Linked DNA regions of Sus scrofa: region 1 is linked to region 2. Evidence: chromatin contacts called from public Hi-C data. All regions are on one chromosome and are shown on one strand. The core of a region is the stretch at or near the end of the contact, and the rest is flanking DNA. Distances in the headings are between cores, read along the strand shown. Region 1 has its middle 9.4 kb from the start of AKAP4. Region 2 overlaps CLCN5 (chloride voltage-gated channel 5).

What was found. Hi-C and Micro-C count contacts between places; a contact is called where the count stands out from the background.
Region 1: a Hi-C map of fetal liver shows a contact between it and region 2, with 1.8 times the contacts expected there. The contact joins two enhancer-like sites. A contact is called at or near these places in 1 of 5 promoter capture datasets (liver), 17 of 47 Hi-C or Micro-C datasets (alveolar macrophages, brain, embryonic fibroblasts and 11 more) and 1 of 2 datasets of contacts at active chromatin or transcription factors (skeletal muscle).

The regions. Positions count from the first base shown.
Region 1 is chrX:43,901,265-43,907,915 of Sscrofa11.1, forward strand. No RefSeq gene overlaps it. Among named protein-coding and RNA genes, the nearest start is that of AKAP4, 9.4 kb to the left of the region's middle. Within about 2 kb of position 2,562, at least 24 of the 83 cell types and tissues checked have an H3K27ac peak or open chromatin away from gene starts, as enhancers often do. A contact at or near this core is called in fetal liver, where this site is marked.
Region 2 is chrX:43,808,144-43,815,032 of Sscrofa11.1, forward strand. CLCN5 (chloride voltage-gated channel 5) reads left to right here. Exons shown (of 11, transcript NM_214139.1): 11 at 1,239-1,329. The coding sequence ends at 1,329. Among named protein-coding and RNA genes, the nearest start is that of CLCN5, 33 kb to the left of the region's middle. Within about 2 kb of position 2,893, at least 2 of the 83 cell types and tissues checked have an H3K27ac peak or open chromatin away from gene starts, as enhancers often do. A contact at or near this core is called in fetal liver, where this site is marked.

The DNA.
Region 1 (6,651 bases), core at 1,312-3,811, 93 kb after region 2:
CTGGCCTGGAAAATGTCTTACCACTTCTCCTAACTGACAAAGAGGGAACTATTATGGATGATTAGAGGTTTGTCCCTTTGCACCCCAATCCTGTCATCTTGGAGGCTAACCAGGAGCAAACAAGAGCAGCATTTGGGTGGGTTGGGAAACCAATAATGAAATGTAAGCAGGGTTTGTCATAGGTTACCGTGTAACTGCTGCCTCTTCTTTCTCTCAAGTTGCTGAGGGTCTCAGACTGACCTATACTGACTAGAGGTGGGGACAGAAGGGGGGGAAAGGGATATTCAGAGAGTCAAAAGAAGGAATATTCCATGTTAGTGCATGAATATGTGTGAAGTAGTATGCACTTAGGTTAGTCTTTGAGAGCCAAATATAGAAATATTAAACAGAAACTTTGGTCATTATTCCCCCCCACAACCAATATTTTCTGTTTTCTAACCTTGTTGATTCCACCTAAGCATCGTCTCTTCCACACAAACTTGTGAATAATTATATGTCAACACTTTAAATATGTCTTCAGTTTGCATTTGTTTTTTGTTTTTGTTTTCTCTTTTTGCCTTTTCTGGGGCAGCTTCCCATGGCATATGAAGGTTCCCAGGCTAGGGGTCACATCAGAGCTGTAGCCGCCAGCCCATGCCAGAGCCACAGCAACACAGGATCCAAGCCGTGTCTGCGACCTACACCAGAGCTCACGGCAATGCCAGATCCTTAACCCACTGAGCTAGGCCGGGGATCGAACCTGCAACCTCATGGTTCCTAGTCAGATTCGTTAACCACTGCGCCCCAATGGGAACTCCAGGTTGCGTTTGGTTTGAAAGAGCTATTAAGATAGTAAAAATGAGGCCTGTGTCTGTAATGTAATTATTATGAACAATGGCAAAATTAAATTTAAATGAGCCGAACGATCACCCTTCATGAAATCACTATCTGCCTGTTAGTTCCACTAAGGATCTCCTAGACTCAGATTTAGCCTACCTAATTTCATTTATGTGATGACACTGTGACCATTTGGAAAATGGGCTGTGATGCTAATGATTATCAGACATTATTTACTGTGGACCCGTACAAATGAAAACTCTACTTCTTTTTCTCCTGAACTGTTTTCCAGCCATGAGAATGCACAATGTCATTTAGAGCAACTTCATGTAACCATACTACAGTGAAAAATTGGATAGCTATTCTGAACATCTCAGCAATGGTGTTGCATAATTACTTCTGTCAAGTATTTATGTCTGTCTTTTCCTTTGAGTGACTGAAGCCGTGGAGGGAGAAAATAAAAGACTTTTGAAAAGCTATAAACATTCTCATTTTTAAATTTCAGAGGGCAGCTGTTAAAGGAAAGCAGACTCTTATGTTCGAGTTTCCTTTTTAGGTAGGGGCTTAATTAGGCAGCTAAGATCTGTTCTATTGCCTTGTAGAAAATGACTTACAGCTATTTTTGAAGGGTGGGCTTGGCTTGACAGTGGCCATTTCTGGTCAGTCTCCTTCCTCTTATAATTGTGAATTTCCCCCTCTCTGATTTTCTAGAACATTTGTTTATTGTCTGTATAATTCATCTGACATTTACTAGATCTGGCCTTGTAGAGTTAATTAACTTTCCCTATTTCTGGATCACCTACAATGAAAGCCTGGAGGGCAGGGTCTCTGATTCTTTCTCATTGTATCTGCCACAATGGTGGGCACACAGCGCGGGCTCAAGAATCAAATGATGGTTTTGGAATTTCAGGCAGGAAGCAAGTCAGCAGCCACATAAGTCTTGGAATCTGTAATAATGACAAAAAACTTGGTTAGCTATTTGAGTGGGCAGCCTTCTTCTTAGAACAATAATGCTCACACTAGCTAGCATACATCAGAATCACGGGGGAGGGGTGTTGGAGGGGGTGGAGGGGGGACTTGTGGAAACAGTGGTGGAGCTTCCAGGATCAAGAGGGTAATGTACCTGAAAAAGGCATGAAAGATCTGCACACATCTACCCCCACCGCATACCTTGTCCTGTATAGCTCTTCTTTTTTTGGTTTTTCCTGAATTATAAACCAATACATGCAAATAAAGTCTTAAACAAACCACACAACAGCTAGTTGGACCCCATCCCAGAGTTTTTAATTCTGCAGGTCTGTCATGGGGCCTGAAAATTTGCTCGGTATTGTATTTTACATGCATCCTCGTTTCAGTTTCACGCAACCTTCTGAAATGGGTATTATTTCCATCCGGATTTTATGAATGGGTGGCTGGAGCAGAGGCCATTTGGCGGGAGGTCTGGCTCGATCAGGCACTCGTCGCTACCATCCTCTTGGGGGGTGGGTGTCTGTGTGGGGAGCGCGCAGAGGTGAGTGAGGGTTTTTCCTTTCTTCTCGTCCCGAAGAGGCGGAAGAGAAACTCCCTGAGCAGGGCAAAGGGTACCTACTCTGATCTTTTGGCCCCATCTGGTGGTTTGGGGTCTGACTGAACAAAGTGCTGATCCATTACCTCCCCCTGCTGGTGAGACTGGTGGGGTCCGCCGGTGGCCGGGAGATTGGTTTCCTGAGCCTGTTTGTTTCTCAAGGCGGTTTTGCTGAGATGTTTTAAGGCTGAGGCGATTATTCTGACGCGGTTAGTCTCCCCCCCGCCCCCGCCCTCCGCGCCCCAAGCCCTTCTCTTCCCCTTTTCCGGATTTTGCTTTGTTTTCTTTTCTTTTTTGTTTTTTTCTTTTCCGATTGGTGGGGAGCGCCTCTCCAACATACAGCATTTGTTCCAATCCTTCTGTAGCGTGTCAAAGGTACAACTTATTTTTTCTAGGTAGTAAAAGAGCTTTTTGCCTCAGACCTATGTATATAAATATATCAGTATATCCTGTGTCAGAGCTGGAGATGTGGCTGAGGGAACTCAGCTGTTAACTGGGTTTCCACCCCCCACCCCGTCAAACCAACAAGTTGGTTTCCTACGTCACAGAAAGTACTTATTATGGTACGCACTGGTGACCGAGTTTTGATTCCTCCCTCCAGATAGTATTTTTTTTTTTTTGTCTTTTTAGGGCCACCCACGGCATTTGGAGGTTCCCAGGCTAGGGGTCCAATCGGAGCTACAGCTGCCAGCTGACGCCACAGCCACAGCAACATGGGATCCGAGCCACGTCTGCGACCTACACCACAGCTCATGGTAACGCCTGAGCCTCCACCCACGGAGCGAGGCCAGGGATCGAACCCTCGACCTCAGGGTTCCTAGTCGGATTCGTTTCCGCTGTGACACAACCAGCGGGAACTCCTTTCCAAATAGTATCCTTATCCGCGAATGACAGTTTTCAGCAAAGACCGTGGAGGAGAGGAAGGAGATCTGGAAGCACGAAACCTCTCGGGTTCCCTCACAGCCCTTGTGGGCAGTTCCCACCTCCCCCAACACACAGATTTAAGGATCATTAAGATAAGATGCAGCCTACCCTCAAATAGGATAAAGACTACCCTTAAATAGGATGAAGACTATCCTGGAAATAGGATAAAGACTAGTCTTCGGCTTTGTGGTGTCAGGGCCCCCTTGGGGATATCAGGCTTAGACCTTCTGTGCCTGTCACTTTCAAATCAAGATGACCATGGGGGTAATGAGTCCATGTGGCCACTAGGAGGTCGCAGCTGCTTGGAAAAACGTGTTTGCACACAGCATACGCTCCACCCCCAGCCCCAAGCCAGTTTTGGTTTTTTTTGGTTTTTTTTTGTTTGTTTGTTTGTTTTGTTTTTTTTTGAGGAGGCAGTCCTCCAGGTCAAAGGGAAACTGCTGCGTCCTCCCTGCTAGAATCACTCCCCATCCTAAAACCTGCAAGTTTGTGTATATTTATTGATCCGTGTTCTTAATAGCCCCATCCTAAAGACAGGTAACAGGTTCAAGGAAAGCAGTGACAGTCCAACTCGGACCCTAACAGTGCCTCGGGTACTTAGCTACTCAGTAATGCCTCTTGGTGATGTCAAGGGTGATGATGAGAACAGCGATTGTGTTGGTAAATATTTCCTCAACATGTGTCCTCTGAAGTTCTCAGTTTTATATTCACCTTGCTTTAGTGCTTATCACCCTCTGCCTTGTGTTGTAGTTATTTCATCATGAGCTTTATCTTCCCAAATACAGAAATGCTTGAGGAGAAGGACTGCATTTACTCATTTTCATTTATCCTGCAAGGGATACCTCTAGGTTCATCTATATGAGGGTGTGTTTAAGGATATGTACATAACTAAAAATTAGTGTGTGTGCATCTGAAACCAGTATAATGTTATATGTCAATTCTGTCTCAAGAAGAAAAGAAAGACAGCTATTGGTAATGGCTGTGCAAGACTTGCTGTGCCCAGAACCATATAGAAGGGCTTGATGAAGGCCAAGAATACTGGACCATGTTGGTCTAAACTGATTGGCTTATTTCACTAACTTCCTAACTGGTTCCACTGAGTTTTTCCTAGCCACTCTTCAACCGAATATTTTTAAAAGAACCAATATTTTGTTAACTACTGTTTTTTGGTTTTTGTTTTTCTTTTTAGGGCCGTACCTGTGGCATATGGAGATTCCCAGGCTAGGGGTCCAATTGGAGCCGTAGCCGCCGGCCTACACCACAGCCACAGCAATGTGGGATCCGAGCCGCGTCTGCAATCTACACCACAGCTCAAGGCAATGCCCGATCCTCAACCCACTGAGCAAGGCCAGGGATCAAACCCGCAACCTTATGGTTCCTAGTCAGGTTCATTAACCACTGAGCCACAAATGGAAACTCCAAACTACTGTTATTTTTTATAACAGCTTTATTGAAATATAATTCCAATACTATGTAATTCACCTTTTTAAAGAAGTATACAATTCAATGATTTTTAGTACATTCAAGGGCTGTGCAACCATCACCATAATAGATTTAAGGATATTTTCATCACTGCACAAAGAAACCTCCTACACTTTAGCTATCACATCTCAGCTCCCCCAACCCTATGCCTCCCCAGCCTTAGGGAGCCACTATTCTACTTTCTGTCTGTATAGATTTGCCCATTCTGAACATTTAATATAGATGGAATCATATAATGTGTGATCTTTTGTCACTGACTTCTTCCACCTAGCATTACATAGCCCAGGAAAGAGTTGTGACATGTGTGACAGGGTTTTTGTTGGGGCCTTTCATGCAGGCATCCTCTGCCTAGTACATACCAAATCTCCAGAGTCCCGGGAGGAAAGCTGCTATTCACCACAAACTATGTAGTTCACACAGTTAGAATACAGTGAACTATTCTTATCAGTTAGGGTGGGAGGAACCCTTGCCAAATCCAAGTTCCCAGATCCTAGCCAAGGGCCAACCTTGCCAGCAGTGTTTTCAAATGATAGCTTTCTCAGGCCTCCTAGCCTCTTTTTTCTATCCAAATTTCAATAGGAATTGCATTGATTCTGTAGATCAATTTGAAGAGAATTGCCATATTAACAATATTAATTATTCAAATCAATGAAAATGGGATATCATCACATTTATTTAGGTCTTTAATGTCTCTCAATGCTGTTTTGTGGTTTTTAGCATGCAAGTCTTGTACTACTTACTTCTGTTACATTTATTTCTAAGTATTTAATCCTTTTTGATGCCATGTGAGTGGAATTGCTTTCTTAATTTCATCTTCAGATTGTTCCTTGCAAGTGTATAGACATGCAATCAAGTTTTATTGATCTGGTATCCTATAATCTTGAGCTCATTTATTAGCTCACATAGTTAGTTTTCTTTTGTGTGTGTGGATTCCTTAGCCTATTAATATGGTGGATTGCGTGGATTGATTTTTTTATTGAAGTATAGTTGATATACAATATTATATAAGTTATAGGTGCTTGATATAGTGATTCACCATTTTTTTTTTGTCTTTTTAGGGCCGCACTCACGTGGAGCTGTAGCCGCCTGCCCAGGCCACAGCCACAGAAACAACAGATCCTAGCTGCGTCTGCGGCCTATACCACAGCTCAGAGCAATGCTGGATCCTTAACCCACTGAGCGAGGCCAGGGATCGAACCTGTGTCCTATGGATACTAGTCAGATTTGTTTCCTCTGAGCCATGACAGGAACTCCAGCAATTCACCATTTTTAAAGATTATTAATGTAAACTCCATTTACAGTTATTATAAAATATTGGCTACCTTCCCCATGTTGTACAATATATCCTTGAAGCTTATTTTATACATAATAGCTTGTACCTCTTAATCCTCTACCCCATATTGCCCCTTCCCCCTTCCCACAAGTAATCGTTAGAAGCAATCATTATTCTGTTCTCTGTATCTGTGTCTGCTTCATTTTTGTTATATTCACTAGTTTGTCATATTTTTTAGATTCCACATGTAAATAATATCATACAGTATTTGTCTTTCTCTATCTGACTTATTTCACTAATCATAATGCCCTTCGGGTCCATCTATGTAGCTGCGAATGGCAGAAATCCATTCTTTTTTTATGGCTGAGTGATATTCCGTTGTATATATATAAAGATTTTATATATATATATATAAAATATGTATTTATCCATTCATCTATTGATAGGCGATTAGGTTACTTCTAAATCTTGGCAGTTGTAAATAATGCTGCTACGAACATTGTGGTGCATGTATCTTTTCAAATTAGTGGTTTTGTTTTGTTTTTCAGATATATACTCAGGAGTGGAATTGCCAGGCCATGTGGTAGTTATG
Region 2 (6,889 bases), core at 1,643-4,142:
CACCGGCCTTCACCACAGCCACAGCAGCGCGGGATCTGAGCCACATTTGTGACCTGTACCACAGCTCATGGCAACGCCGGATCCTTCACCCACGGAGCAAGGCCAGGGATCGAACCCGCATCCTCATGGACCCTAGTCAGGTTTGTTAACCCTTGAGCCACAATGGGAACTCCTTTCCAGGATATTTCTTATCCAGTCAAGAAAGCCCTGCTCTTTTCATTGGAAAGCAAAGGAAGTTGAGGTGAAGGGGGACGTGCGTGTGTGTGTGTGTGTGTGTGTGTGTGTGTGTGTGAACATGGTATGTTAATCCAGCAATTATATAAGAATTTCACCCTCAAAAATTTCTGGATAGTGTAACAGATGTCTTGCAGGATTGAAACCAGTAGGGGGACTTTTTCTAACTGATTCCTTCAACCTTTCCCGAATCTGTACTTCATGTACGAAGGTATTCCACTAGATTCCGGGGAGAGGCAAAAGTGAATGAGACCCTTCTCTGCCCTCAAGGAGTGTGTAGTGTGTTATAGGGAAGCCGAACACACCCAGGTGCTTATAGTACAACAGCAAACAGGACAAGTGCTACGGAAGAAGTGTGCCCAGAACATGCTGTTCCTAGGAGGAGGGCACAGTTATTGCCAGCTCATAGGATCAAGGAAGGCGTTCTAGAAGAGGGACATGTGAACTGGCTTGCAAAAGGTGAGATTCATACATGTAGAGAATGATTTTTTTTTTGCACTTTTTTTTTTTTTTAGGGCTGTACCTGCCGCATATGAAAGTTCCCAGGCTAGGGGTCAAATCAGACCTACAGCTGCCGGCCTACACCACAGCCACAGATCTGAGCCAGATCTGAGCCGCGTCTGTGACCTACCCCACAGCTTCCTGCAACATCGGATCCTTAACCCACGGAGCAAGGCCAGGGATCGCACCCGCATCCTCCTCGATCCTAGTTGGATTCGTTGCTGCTGCACCCCAATGGCCACTCCGAGAAGAATGTTTAAACCACAGGAAATAGCAGGATATAAGCCCTAGAGGTAGAAATGCGTAGAGCTTGCTTAGGGACCCACGCATTGTCCCATTTGCCGGGTACATGTAACCTAGTCCCATTATCACCTCATTCTCTCAGGGCAGATAGTGTTCAAAGACAAAGTGGGAAAAAGCCTGAGAAGGAAAAGGTTCACCTTTGAGGACATTGTGTTAACTACAGACTGATGTGTGTTTCATTGTCTTGTTTTGTCTTTTAGGCGATTGCTTGGAATCATTACCAAAAAGGATGTGCTGAAGCACATAGCACAGATGGCCAACCAAGATCCCGATTCCATTCTCTTCAACTAGAATCACAGGGTTGTTACTGGATATAAAACAGGAAGGACAGTGCAGACCATGGATATATTTTATTAACTGGGTACTCAAACCACATTTCCCACATTTGGATGGTGAAGTTATATTAGTGTGTTGTCTCTTTCCTACAAGTTAACCAGTTGCACTACATAATCTCTGGAAATTAATCTTCTCTTTAGGAGAAAATTCAGTAAGGCTTCTGTGATATTGCATTAGGAGGATTTCATGAAAGCGTGAACAAGATTGCTATGGTTTTAATTCTTTTTCTTTTTTTTTAAAGATTTTTTTTTAATTTAAAACATAATCGTTAGCCAATATGCAATCACTGAAAACTATGCAAGAAAAATTCCAGCCGTCCTGACCTATAGCCTGCAGGAAACTCATGAAAAAGTCACTTTTGGGGACTCTGACTGTCATTGGTGGAAGATGAAGTGTAAACTAAGGGGCTTTGCTTTTTCCAACCACAGAAAGGAAAGCCAGAAGGAAAATAGTAATGGTATTTTCCAGACTGTGAATTCAGTTCAAATGTTAATCCTATTCCTGTTACAATATTTAGCATTATTAGTTTATGTGTGTGTATGTTAATTTTAATATCTGATTATAAGACAATGCTGCTTTGGTTAATCTCCTCTAAATGAATTTAGAGAGGTTGACTTTTATAGCTTGCTTGTTCCTGGTACTCTTTTGAAGTGCACAACAAGTTATAGAATTTTCTCCTTGTCTGACAAAAAGGGTAATTTTCCAGATTGGTTAGCTCATAGACAAGGACTTGGCCATGAATGTCTTAGTAGCAAGGAAACGATTTCTCCAGCTTCCTTGAAATGAATGATTAGTCAAGTTCTAAGCAAAGTCACCGACTAGGAATTTCACATTTTGGTGAGGTCCCCACCGATCCGCTCATCCAGATGCCACCTCCACGAGTGATGGTGCTCTCGGCTTCTGGAGTATGTAAGACTCGTAAAGGGAACCACGTCGAGACTGCATACTGGTAAAGCTGGGACGATTCCGAGCTGTGTCTGCGTTCTCATGCATTCCTTCGTAACAACCACCAGTACTAGGATAACTGGGCACCCATGCCGCCTCCCAGTGTTAAGTACGTCTAACAGGCCAGTGTTGTCCCCGCGATCGTGAATTTAGGCTTTGAGGTACTTGCAAATACATTCAAGGCATCGGAACAGGATAGGCAGCTGTGACTCCCTTGAGGCTCCTTGGAATTCTTAATACAACCCTATTCCTAATCCTAACCCGTCCTCAGACCCAGGGGTGTGGACAAGGCCTGGTGACACCAAAGGTGCTTGCAATCCACTCGAAAAGGTGCCTGTCTCAATTTCCCACCACCTTGACTGCAGTAGAGGACATCACGCACTAGGGACAGCTGGTGGCATTACAGAGCCACCGCCATCATTCCGACTCTGGTTTCATCTTCTACAGGTTTGCCCACATGCAGTCGTTCGTTCCCCCTCCTCTCTTCTCCCTTTCCCCCGCCTCAGTCCTGAGTCCCCTCTTTGGGGTTGAGCGCTCTGCCTGGTTAATGATTTCCTGTTACACAAAACAACCCCTTCCCCCCCTGCCCAGGGCTAGTTAAATTGTCAACCAAGCCTCCACAATCTTAACGGCCCCTGGACCAGAGGACCATTTGCTTTGCCCTGGAGCTCAAGTAGCTGCCACCGCACCGCCCTTTCCACGCTGCTACCCACAGCAGTGAGACTCCAACCCTAGTGGGGAGCATTGAGCCTTTCCCGTTTTGTGAATCTGTCCCCGGCCCTCCCCACCTTCCTTCTGGCCGAGAATCACCAGTCCCTTGGCCTATCCTCTCCCACCCCCTGCATACCTCATTTTAAAAGTTGCTGATCTCTGAGACTCAGCATTTTGTTTTGTTTTGTTTTTTTTTTTTTTTTGGTTGTTAACCCCTAGTTCTTATCTCTCCAAAAATCTGAAATTCTTTTACTGCCCAGAACTGGTGAGCCAAAGCTTATTTTGATATTTATCTTTAAAAAGGCAGTCACCAGACTCTCTCCTTTTAAGTATATCACTCTAGCATTTTAATGAAAAAGACAAAAAAAAAAAAAAAGCCCTCCCTAGGTTATCTTATATTATAGTCATGCCTCAGTAACTTCACATCTCTTGTCCATCCTGTGCCACTGATTCCCTCACACACTCTGAGGCCGTCTGCCTGACTACCCTGTGTATTGTGTAGCAAAGTTCTTACGTGTGTACTTCTGGTTCATTACCTATCTTTCTCTTATCAGCTGTCCAACTAAAGTTTGCAAAACAGGAAAGGGTAGCATTTCTGGTATTCGATGACCGCGAAAGGTTTGGTCGCATTTCATAGGGCAGCGGGTATACGGAGGGTGTCTGAGTTTGCCATTGTGTTTCTTGTAGGCTCTGTTCTCGCTTTTAGACAGATGAGCCGGTGTTAAGGTGCTACTTCCCAGAAAAAAAAAAATTCAAGAAATCAGATAACACTGTGCCAAGGTATACTTTCTAGATGTTAAGCACCCATTGGCCCTCCAGAGAATAATACCCCTTTGATACCTCACTCCTGATAAATCTCACTCATTAAAACCTCAGCTTCTCAGGAATCCTCGTGACTCAAAGGCTAGAAGTAGCTGTAGTGTGTGGTGTTCTATGTCCATTAGATGTCCATTCCTATGGTTTGGCTCAAAGGTTGGCTAATTGTGGTAGAGCCCTCCATTAGACTGCTAGCTCAGCACCTTAACCCTCAAGAGGTTCTTGTCTTGAGGCCTAGAAAAATGTTCTTTCGGCCATTGCCACTTCAGCAGTTGGACACACTTAAACCAACAAAGCTGATCTGGTGGTCGGTGTGTGTGGGGGGGTGTCAGTAGCCTCAAGTGGCCACATACCTCAGTGGCAAAAGACGAGATAATCTGTGATCGAATAATTCATGTGAGTCGAGACTAGTCGATCCTGGTATTAAGAAAAAAAAAAAAAAAGATGGCCTGACCCAAGGGATTTACAAAAGAATGCCAAGAAGTGCTTCCGCGGAGTTAAGGTTTTCCAAGACAGAATATGTGGGAGACATCCAGCCATGAAAGGAATGAGAGTCTATAGATTTGTTAAAAAAAAAAAACAAAAAACCAAAAAAACCCCAAAACTAACTGCTCTATTTCATATCTTCAGATCTGCCATGTAAAGAATTAAAGCAGCTGAAATAGTTAAGGCAGGGGACTAAACTGAACAGGCAAAATAATGGCTGTTTTCCAGATCACTTGTGTTTGGATGTTTATTCAGACGCTCTCTTTTCTGGCTCCCGGTGGAACATCTGGCTCAGCCCAGCTGTGGCGTTAGAGGTGATAAAATCCACAGCGCACAGCTCCTCTGGCGGATGATCTGACGTGGGTGATGCTTTGCATTTGACAGCCAGCAGAGCAGACGATTGATTTGCTGATGGAACTGCAAAGCAGTTCACGTGTTTGGGCACCAGAGGCTGAATCTGAACCCTTGGCGGGTAGAGCAGAGCGCAGCATACATGCCTCTGGCAAGTCTTCAGTTGTGTTGGAACCCGAGAATGAGAAAGCAATGGAGACTCGGTGTGGTCTAAGGCTACGCAGTAATTCTTAACTATGAATTTACGAACCCATTCAGGTGTCGGGGGCGGGGAGCAAACAGGTGCTTGAAGCCAGCGTGCAATAGAATCCACCAGAGAAAGTAATACGTATTGGAATCCACTGTCCCGGTTGGGTCTTGATTTTGGTTGGTTTTGTGAGGTGATGCGTAGGAAGGCATCCTTGTTACCGCATGGCAGCTTTTGGGTTTATTTTTTAACAAAACACAGGGAGTGCAGTTTTTGAGGTGGTGTTCTTAAGAAATGAGAGTGAAGACAATGACCAAAAATTTGAAATGGCCAGTGCGTCTTATGTTGCCAAAGTACTGCCTGGCGACTGACCACATTGTATTGGGAGGAATCTGTTTGCGTTCACTGGATCAGAGCCGAACGCAGGCCACTCATCTGTTCAGAGAGAGCAGGAAAGCATCTTTCATGGTGGTGTGGAGAGTACGGAGCTCTTGAAAACCCTGAGAAAAAAATCAGGATTTTTGCAAGCAAAGGGGAGGTGGAATATTGAGTCCTTAAAAAAAAAAAAAAAAAAAAAAAAGACCACCTAAATGTGTGGTCTGTATTTAAGTGTCCTACAACCTTGATGATTATTATTATAATTATTATTTGCTTTTTAGAGCTGTACCTTGTGGCATATGGAGGTTCCCAGGCTAGGGGTCGAATCGGAGCTGTTGCCACCGGCCTACGCCAGAGCCACAGCAACGTGCCAGATCCGAGCTGCATCTGTGGCCTACACCACAGCTCATGGCAACACCGGATCCTTAACCTGCTGAGCGAGGCCAGGAGTGGAACCTGCAACCTCATGGATCCCAGTCAGGTTCATTACCTCTGAGCCATGACGGGAACTCCCCATTTTTTTTTTAATCACCTCCAGGATTACCTGGATTCCCTTTGGAGAGAGAATGGAAAGTCTCGTAAGAAACTATGTGAGGTCTTGCAGGGTGGTGGGAGGAAGGCCATTCCATGCCCCTAGCCAGATATCCTGGCCTTTCTCATCGGCTTGATCACGTGCCTCAAGGGGAGAAAAAATGAGTAGCCTCCCAAAGACGGGGCTTTCCAAGCAACCAAGAGGCTCAAAGCAGCATTTGGCTGGAGGCAGTCTCCTTTGATGGAGAGGGCTGACCTAAGACCAGACACATGAAGAGGGCGGCATCCACTGCCATTGCCTCGATGCTAAGCTGCAGGTAGATTATCTTGAATTTTGTTAGCAAAATATTTACAGATGTTCCACTGTCAGCCTCCTGCGTATGTACGTCTTGTACATGAAAAAGAAAAAGGTGAGGGTTTCTCAGAGCTCAGGGACCTGGGTCAATCTGAAGTGCAATCCACATAGTTGGATCCGAGGCAGCCACTCAAATCGGCTCCGCCTCACTCTCGGTTGTGGGCACTGAGGAGAGACGTTCTTGGCCGGAATAATAGCAGGTGGTAGCCAGGTCCAGTTACTGCCCCCAGGTTTGCTGGCCAGCGTCTCTCTTCAAAACATCTGGATCTGGGCAACGTCCTCAAGTGATGCAGGGAGCAAAAACGGTTTTTCCACTGTGTGGTCTGGTTTGGCCAGATCACAAAAGAAAAGAAAAGTCTGCGACGTGCGGAGTGGGTGTTCCTTTTGGGGGTGGGGAATGACCTCTCCAGTCACCCAGCTCAGTCTCGCAGTCATCAGTTCCTACCTCTAAGTTCCTGCCAAAGGGTCTTCGGCTTCTGTGTGCACATGCATGGAATGAATGCCCTGCCTAGAGTGTGGCCTTTTCAAGAGAAAAGGCAGGTGATGGTATAAAAAATACGAGAGGTTTTTTTTTGTTGTTGTTTTGTTTTGTTTTTAAAAAGGGGGTCTCTGCCTTGCCCGCCCCTGTCTCTCTGTCTCTCCGCCTTCCCTCCTCCCCATGCCCTATGTTCAAATTTTTCTCAGTTGTTACATGTGTGTGGTTTTGAAGGTGGATCTTTGGAGAGGGAGAGGGTCCTTCGGAGAACAGAGCATGG